Linked DNA regions of Zea mays: regions 2 and 3 are each linked to region 1. Evidence: chromatin contacts called from public Hi-C data. All regions are on one chromosome and are shown on one strand. Each heading gives the region's core, a stretch centred on a gene start, on an enhancer-like site or on the middle of the called end of the contact. The rest is flanking DNA. Distances are from core to core; before and after follow the strand shown. Region 1 holds the start of LOC100501057 (DNA dependent RNA polymerase D largest subunit). Region 2 holds the start of LOC100286139. Region 3 holds the start of LOC100501552.

Region 1 (2,605 bases), core at 30-2,529:
ACAACATCACTTAGTCCATAAGTGAACTAGGCAATTATGTAAATTTACCATGCCTAAGCTCTATTTAAAAAAAATCAGTTAGAGTTAATTCGACTGCATGATTAACTAGTTCAACTCACAAACTATATAAATGGCTTGTGAATTAAACTTTGATGCAACCACGACTACAATATTATATTTAATTTCAGGACAAGATGACTAACATAAGAAACAACAAAGAGAATAATAGCTCACTAAGCTAGTAAGAATCAAACTAATATACACAATTTTCTTCAAAAAGCATTATACTGTTTTCGTGTGTATCAATACCTACTGAAATAAATAAGTAAAGGATTATATGAGGTAAGGTAACATGCAGCAAACAAACTCATCAATGTATAGCACAATAACATGTAGTAATACTGAAATTTGTTTTAGCAGTCAAGGACTCTCAAGCGTTACTTTAGTTCATCAGATGAACAAAGAGAGCTCCTGACAAAATGGCCAGATAATCTGAAAGCAATTCATTGACTAAATTATGGTATCAATCAAAGAACTTTGGCAAAGAGACAAAACATGTAGTGCTTAATGGGGATAAAAAATAGGTCAGTCAGGAAGGTACAAACCTTTGTATCTATGCCTTCCCTTGGGCTGAGACAGCCAGGACATATTCGGTTTAGAAAGTGAACAACGTCATCGATGAAGTATGGATTGTGTACTGTTGCCGCCAGTTTAGTCACACCAAAATGCCCTAAAAGTTTTGACAAGTTGATTCTCTTTGCACAAAAATGCACTCAAAGCAGATGCTTAGATGCTGCATGCTTAATATTATATTTTTAGGTAAGCATGCTTAATAGTGCTCACCATCACAGTCGCGTCCACGTTGTGATCCACAAGTCTCACACTGCAGGGAACCATTTGGTAATCCTAGCTTCGGACTAGTGACATCACTCACTTCGATTATGCTCATGCTGCTCAATTTTTCCTGAAATGGTTAATAGTTGCATAAAAGTTATCTCTGACAATACAATGTAATGAATAGAATAATCAAATTACTCTATGTGCTGACTTGATAAGAAAGTAAGCATTTGCATAGATGACCAGAAGCATATAGTACAAGTTGTAGAAAGCTTCTGTTCACAAAAAAGAGAAAGAAAAGTATAAAAGTGTAATGATGCTCAACAATTTAGTTGGGGGTAGAAGTTGTGTGAAATTAAAGGCATACCATATCCGTACTCGTCATGAGATCAAATTTTATGGCATTCAGAATAGCTTCAGGAGGTTCACGATGTAGCTCCATCCTGCACAGGAGTCCCATAGAAAAATAATTCATGCCGACAGAAGTAGAAACCAGACAGAAGGAATAACACACCAAGAATATTAGTGTAAACAGACATAGCTCTGAATATTACACTGAAATACAGTTATTTTAATCCATATATAATTAGTACTAATGAAAAAGTAAAGACAAAAGGATACTCCATAATGATGATAGAACTAGTCTTTAAATGAGAAATCTCACTCTAAGGGCTAGTTTGGGAACTCCAATTTCCCAAGGGATTCCTATTTTTCCAAGGGAAAATGAACTAATTTCCCTTGGGGTTCCCAAACTAGCCCTAACAATGCAACCGTGTAGAGTGTCCTAGTGTGTTTTGCTGTTTGCAGGCTACACTACACAGCATTTCAAATACTTAAAGGATCACAAGATCCCTCCATGAAACCTATTAGGAGGGGGAGGGCACAACACTAAAATGGAAATTTGGTACCACCAGATGCCCTCTAATTTGGCGGTTTCATTTCTTCGATGTTTGTTTTAGTTGGGTCAACTTATGCCCTGTAACAACTAACCAACACCCACCCTTTTTTTGTCTTGTCGGGACACTTTACACACTGTAGTACTGTACTGTATCTTAGTTGTAATCTGCTGTATTCTTTTCAGGTCCCTTCATCTCCTCTTAATGAAACACATGCACACCACGTTCTCGAAGAAGAAAACAATAAATGCCTTCATAGATAAGATAACAGGACATAAAGCCAACATAATACAGGTTATATGGAAGAAACAATATCAGGGATACACCCAAATATCAAAGCATCCATAATTCCATATATTCCATTCAAGACATCACCATACTCACTCTCTGTTTAAAAGACATCACCATGACAAACTTGGGAAGTAACCAAACAACCAGTTTTAACCAGTTTTAAAAATACGCTGGCAGGCCCCGGGCCTGGTGACTGCCTGGGCTCCTCGCCGTTCATGTCCATTAGTCGTAATGATGAAGCAGCCCACAAAAAGAGATAAAGTTTCATTCATTCATTAGCCCATTAAGGACCTGAGCGGTGACTGCATGGGCTCCTCGCCGCTCAGTGGCGTTCATTAGCCCAATTTTAAAAATACGCTGGCAGGCCCCGGGCCCGGTGACTGCCTGGGCGGCTCGCATCTACCTTCCTATCTTGACAACGGTTGATTTGTGTGCCATCTCCTCTACGAGCAACAAGGACCTGAGCGTCGCCAACCCCGCCACCGTGAGCGCCATATCTCCGGCGAGAACCGTGTCGCCGACAAGGAGGAAGAGGAGCATGACGATGTCGAGCACCAAGGCCTGCTCACATGCGTGGATGG
Region 2 (2,605 bases), core at 35-2,534, 350 kb after region 1:
AGTCGGTTGCCCGTACGTTGCGACGGTTTACAACAATACCTACGTAAACTATCCACCAAAAAAATTCAATATTTTTTACTGATTGTCTCCGCTCTCCGTATAATATTTTTTGATTTGGCTAACTGATGTTATTGTTTATTTCATGCAATATGTCTTGGTACAACACGACCAATTGAGTGAGCGATTAGAAGAGAGTTCACAATAACTGACTAAACGAACATAGATTATAAAATGACATAATTCCATCATACAGAGACCAAAAAGAGAAAGTTTGTGAGCTCAAATTTCTAAAATAAGTCACATGAACTCAAACTTATAAAAAAGATTGATCAAAATATGGAGTGATTGCTAAAGTCAGGCATTAATAAAAACTGGATGCGCTCCATATAAATTATGCTAATTTGTAGCAATTACTAACGTTTAAAACCAACAAATAACTTTTCATTTTACTGTTAGTGTGACAAATCATTGTTGCTTCATCCAATTCGGCAACCTCAAACACCGTGGAGTCCATTGCGCCAATCTGGTCTCAGAAACGACCTAATGCTTGCAAGAGCAAGAACGTCGTGTCGTGCTTGGGCTGTAGCCTCGACCCGTAGTGCTGGCCCAACCTGACACGATTATATATATTTATTTATTTTACAAGAAAATATATACATATATATAATTTATATTCAATAATAAAAACATTTGAGCACAATGTTCTACTGGTTAGACAACTTCACCTAGTGTCTCCTGGCCTTCTTTTATCATGGCGAGGGGTTATTTGTTAAAAGATGACACGAGACGACCGTTGAAACTGATGCTTTAATATAGTATAGATATATGTCTTTGATAAATTTTAGTTACTTAATAGTAAAATAGTTATCTAACAGGCTAACCATTTAACTCGATAAGATATCCGGCTCTATATTGAGTTATTGACTCATTCACTAACCAAATTTAGTTAGCAAATCACGCTAGTCAAGCTAACTTGCATATTGGGAAGTTTTTTGAAATGAGATGTTATATATATCGCCTGATTGGATGCCTGTATCTAAACGCGCAGGCTCGGGTGGCCCTGGCTGACCCGATACGACAATTTTCTGTGTACGAGTGGATGCAGCCAAATAGCTATAAAATAGCTTGTTTTGCATCCGCTCATACAGTCTGCGTCTCTCTTGTGCAGGCAACCAAACAAGAGCTCAGATAGAGTTAACGCATACGGTGGTTTAAGACGAGATGGTATGGGTAACCAAACATATGGATAGAGTTTAATCTATACGAAAGATAAATAAAGAGTCAAATAGAAAGTTAAAAATAAATAGTTTCTCGTAGAAATTCTAAGTCGGACAACAAACAAGCAGGAGAGAAGAATCAGTGATCTGTGCTGTGAGTACCTGACCTCTTCCAGACAGCCTCTGAAATCCCCTTCGGCCCTTCCTGCTCCAGCGGGAGCGCACCAGCAATGTCGTCGGCGGGGCCACCGCCGCCGCTGCCGCCGTGGAGCAGGCTGGAGGGGCAGGTGGTGCTGGTGACGGGCGCTTCCTCCGGCATCGGACGCGACTTCTGCCTCGACCTGGCGCGCGCCGGCTGCCGCGTCGTCGCCGCCGCCCGCCGCGCCGATCGTCTCCGCTCGCTCTGCGACGAGATCAACGCCTCCGCTGCCTCCCGAGCCCCCCGCGCGGTGGCTGTGGAGGTCGACGTCGCCGCCGGTGGTTCGGCCCTGGAGGCGGCGGTGCAGAAGGCCTGGGACGCCTTTGGCCGTATCGACGCCTTGGTCAACAACGCCGGCATACGAGGTACGACTATCCACGAAATCTGAGCTCGAATATCTTCGTTTAGGCATCTAGTAACTGCCAGATGGAAATATGCACCGAACCAAATTTAGCCCAGTCCCCAGTTCGTTAGCGAACCAAGAACGTATCGGCTGGAACGTATGGTAATATCTGTGTCTCTTGTTTTATTACGCTTCAGGTGCAGTGCATTCTCCATTAGATTGGCCCGAGGATGAGTGGGACAGAATCATCAAGACGAACCTTACCGGATCATGGCTCGTGGCCAAACATGTCTGTCGACGCATGCGTGATGCCAAGCTGAAGGGTTCAGTGGTTAACATCACCTCTATTGCTGGCCTTAACCGTGGGCATCTGCCTGGCTCCACGGGATACGCATCCTCAAAGGCTGCTGTGCATTATGCCACCAAGGTAGGTAGCACTGCTATTCCTGATCGCACGTTTGTTTCGCACCTGTGTGTTCATAATAACTCAACCCAATGATGTCTTCGCAGATTATGGCTTTGGAATTGGGCGCGGATCGCATCAGAGTGAACTCGATTGCACCTGGACTCTTCAAATCAGAGATAACTGCTCCTCTGTTTCAAAAGAGGTGGTTGAGCACCGTTGCTTCAAAGATAGTGCCGCTTAAGGAGCATGGCGCTACTGATCCTGCATTGACGTCGCTGGTCCGTTTTCTGATCCATGAAGCATCGTCGTATGTGACTGGCAACATCTTCATTGTAGACTCAGGTGCCACCATACCTGGTGTTCCGATATTCTCATCCCTGTAATTCCCCCCCTTAAGGTTTAGTTCATTGTACCTTAGTTTCATATGGTTGCATAAAGCA
Region 3 (2,605 bases), core at 32-2,531, 260 kb after region 1:
TGGAGGTGTGATTGGACATCATAAGTTTGATGTTTTCTCTAGAAGAAGGAACAAATGGTTTTGTACTTAAGGAAATATGGTTCCAGCTAGTAGAAGTATCAATGTCAGTTGTTTACTAAATTCATCGTTGGAATTATGGTTGGAATTATGGTATACTGGTTCACATTGGTGTGTTTAGTTGCAAGCCGAGGTAGTACTTTCTCATGTCAATGTTTTTTATTAGGAATCAATGCAAATAACAGTTCCAACAAAAGATTATGTTGGTATGCCAGTTTGTTTCATTTCTTAATCCTGATGGTGTGTAGTCGATGCATGCTCGAGGTGCTAATTTTACTATTACTTTGAGTATTGATTTTTTGCTATACTATTAAAATAGTGGAATTGTATGCACTGGCAATTTATTTTATCCGATATAAAAATAGGTGAAAATAATTCTGTTAATATGGTTAGGTTGAATGGGGAGGATAGATGACGTAATTTAGAGGACGTTGTTGGAGATGGTGAAAATATAGAGGACAGAATCTTTTAGAGTGTACTGTAAAGGACAGAGAATATTCCTTTAGAGGATAAAATTTAGAGGACGTTGCTGGAGCGTGGTAGCCCCGTGTGATTCCTACAAAGGGCCTCTGCCCTCTGGCTCGACGCGAGTGCCATGGGTCAACAAGGTTCGACTTGGCGGGCAAGATGTTCTTTTTCTCTTGTTGAGTTGTTGTATTTTTTAAAATGGTTTGTTTTTTTCCGATAAACACAATACGTAAAAAATTATCATAAGCATGCACCGAAGAAAAAATAACTTAGCTTAAGAACCATGGCTAGAAAGAAGTCTATAGCGTGGCTGGCAAGACAGTCTTTTGAGTGTCACATTATGCCAACCATTAAAAGTTAAAGTCCAGTTAACAATCAACTTATCACTTTGTCAGACTATTACAAATCTGGTCGAGAAAAACAAAACGATCTGTATGTACTACCCCTGTTTAATGTAACCGCATCCAGCTGGGCCATTTTTACGGGCTCAGGCTGCTAAACTAGCAGCCGTGTATCGCTGGGCCGGTCCAGTTTCTTTGGAAACTGAAAATTCGATGGAATCGCGAATGATAGGTAGGCCCGCCCGGGCAGGAATTATATTTGGAAGAATTCAATTTGGTCCCATTTCGCCCGAAGACCCCACAGTCACAGTGGAGGTACAGAATTGCGCAGAGGTCCATTCACCGGCTCCATTTTCTGGAACGAGACCGAACCAAATAAAGAAAGAGGAAAAGGAAGACGAAGACGAAGAGGGAGAAAAAAGGGACCAGAGGGCCGGAAGCCCGGAACCAAAACCTAGACGAACCACACAGGCAGTCAGGCACAGCGCGGGCCGGGGAGATAGATAGGCAGACAGGCAGGCAGGGGGGCGACGGCACGGGGCGGGGCTAGCCAACCAGACCAACCCAAACCCTAGCTCACCGCTCGTTCCATTCCAATCCATGGAGGTGGCGCTATGAGCCGCCGCCGGGACGGCGGGACGTGGAGCTGGTGCGGCCGGGGAAGACGAGTCGAGGATGACGGCCAGATCGGACGATCCCGGCGTCTCGCCAGGGACGTCGGCGGCGGCTGGCGGCGAGATCTGGGGCACGTGGGAGGAGCTCCTCCTGGCGTGTGCCGTACGGAAGCACGGTACCGCCAGCTGGGACTCCGTGGCCATGGAGATGCTGTCCCGCTGCCCTCCCGCCGCGGCCGACAGCCTCACGCCCGCTGGGTGCCGCCTGCGGTATCGCCTGCTCCACCGCCGGTTCACCGCCGCCGCCGCCGTAAACGGTGACGAGGAGCCCGACGCGGCCTCCGCCGACTGCTGCGTGGAGGAGCTCCGCAAGCTGCGCGTCGCCGAGCTCCGCCGCGAGGTCGAGAGATACGACCTCTCGATCGGGTAAATGGCCGGAAAAAAAACCAGCACGGAGACGGACCGTATAGTTAACGAGAAAAACATAAAATGCGTTCGGGCCTGGCCCGGCCCGGCTTGCTCAGCTCAACCATCCTACGCTGATCGGTCGGCCGCGGTTTTTTTTTTTCGTGTCAGGTCATTGCAATCTAGAGTGGAAAGGCTTAAAGAGGAGAGAGCGAGGAGCATCTCCGGCGAGGCCAATCCAGTACCGGCGGTGAAGGAGGACGGCGAGGAGGAGCCGGCGGAGGGGAGGAAAGAATCTCTGGAGGAGGAGGGCGACGATGCCGGCGGCGGGGAGGAGGATCGTGTCTCCGGCGGCGAGTCCGGGCGGTCGTGCAAGGAGTCCAACTCGTCAGATCTGAAGCGGCCGCGGCCAGCGCGAGACGCCGGGGACGGCGACGCGGCGGCGAGGAGGGAGGACGAGGGGGCAGGAGACGCCGCCCGCGAGTCGTCGGCTGTGAAGCGCGAGCAGGTCTCCGGTGAGTCGGTGGTTGGGTCCAAGGACACGGTGGCGGCGGCTGACACGGAGAAGGAGAGCAGCGACGTGCAGAGCTCGGCCAGCCCGTCCCGTCGCCGCGAGCGGGAGATCGGCGCCGGCGAGGACGCGGATGTGGCCTCAGCGCCGCCGCCGCCAGCGCCCGCAGCGGCGGTCCTCCCCGCTGCGGAGGCCGAGGCGTTGCGCGC

What was found. Hi-C and Micro-C count contacts between places; a contact is called where the count stands out from the background.
Region 2: a Hi-C map of ear shows a contact between it and region 1, with 4 times the contacts expected there. The contact joins the promoter of LOC100286139 here to the promoter of LOC100501057 in region 1. A contact is called at or near these places in 3 of 25 Hi-C or Micro-C datasets (bundle sheath, ear and tassel).
Region 3: a contact with region 1 is called in a Hi-C map of ear, with 3 times the contacts expected there. The contact joins the promoter of LOC100501552 here to the promoter of LOC100501057 in region 1. A contact is called at or near these places in 2 of 25 Hi-C or Micro-C datasets (ear and tassel).

The regions. Positions count from the first base shown.
Region 1 is chr1:192,910,426-192,913,030 of Zm-B73-REFERENCE-NAM-5.0, reverse strand. LOC100501057 (DNA dependent RNA polymerase D largest subunit) reads right to left here and starts at 1,279. Exons shown (of 18, transcript NM_001195895.1): 1 at 1,205-1,279; 2 at 844-964; 3 at 606-730. The coding sequence starts at 1,279.
Region 2 is chr1:192,555,464-192,558,068 of Zm-B73-REFERENCE-NAM-5.0, reverse strand. LOC100286139 reads left to right here and starts at 1,284. Exons shown (of 3, transcript NM_001159027.1): 1 at 1,284-1,781; 2 at 1,957-2,186; 3 at 2,270-2,605. The coding sequence starts at 1,448. The coding sequence ends at 2,548.
Region 3 is chr1:192,650,869-192,653,473 of Zm-B73-REFERENCE-NAM-5.0, reverse strand. It overlaps LOC100501552, which reads left to right and starts at 1,281. Exons shown (of 3, transcript NM_001366930.1): 1 at 1,281-1,906; 2 at 2,057-2,605. The coding sequence starts at 1,542.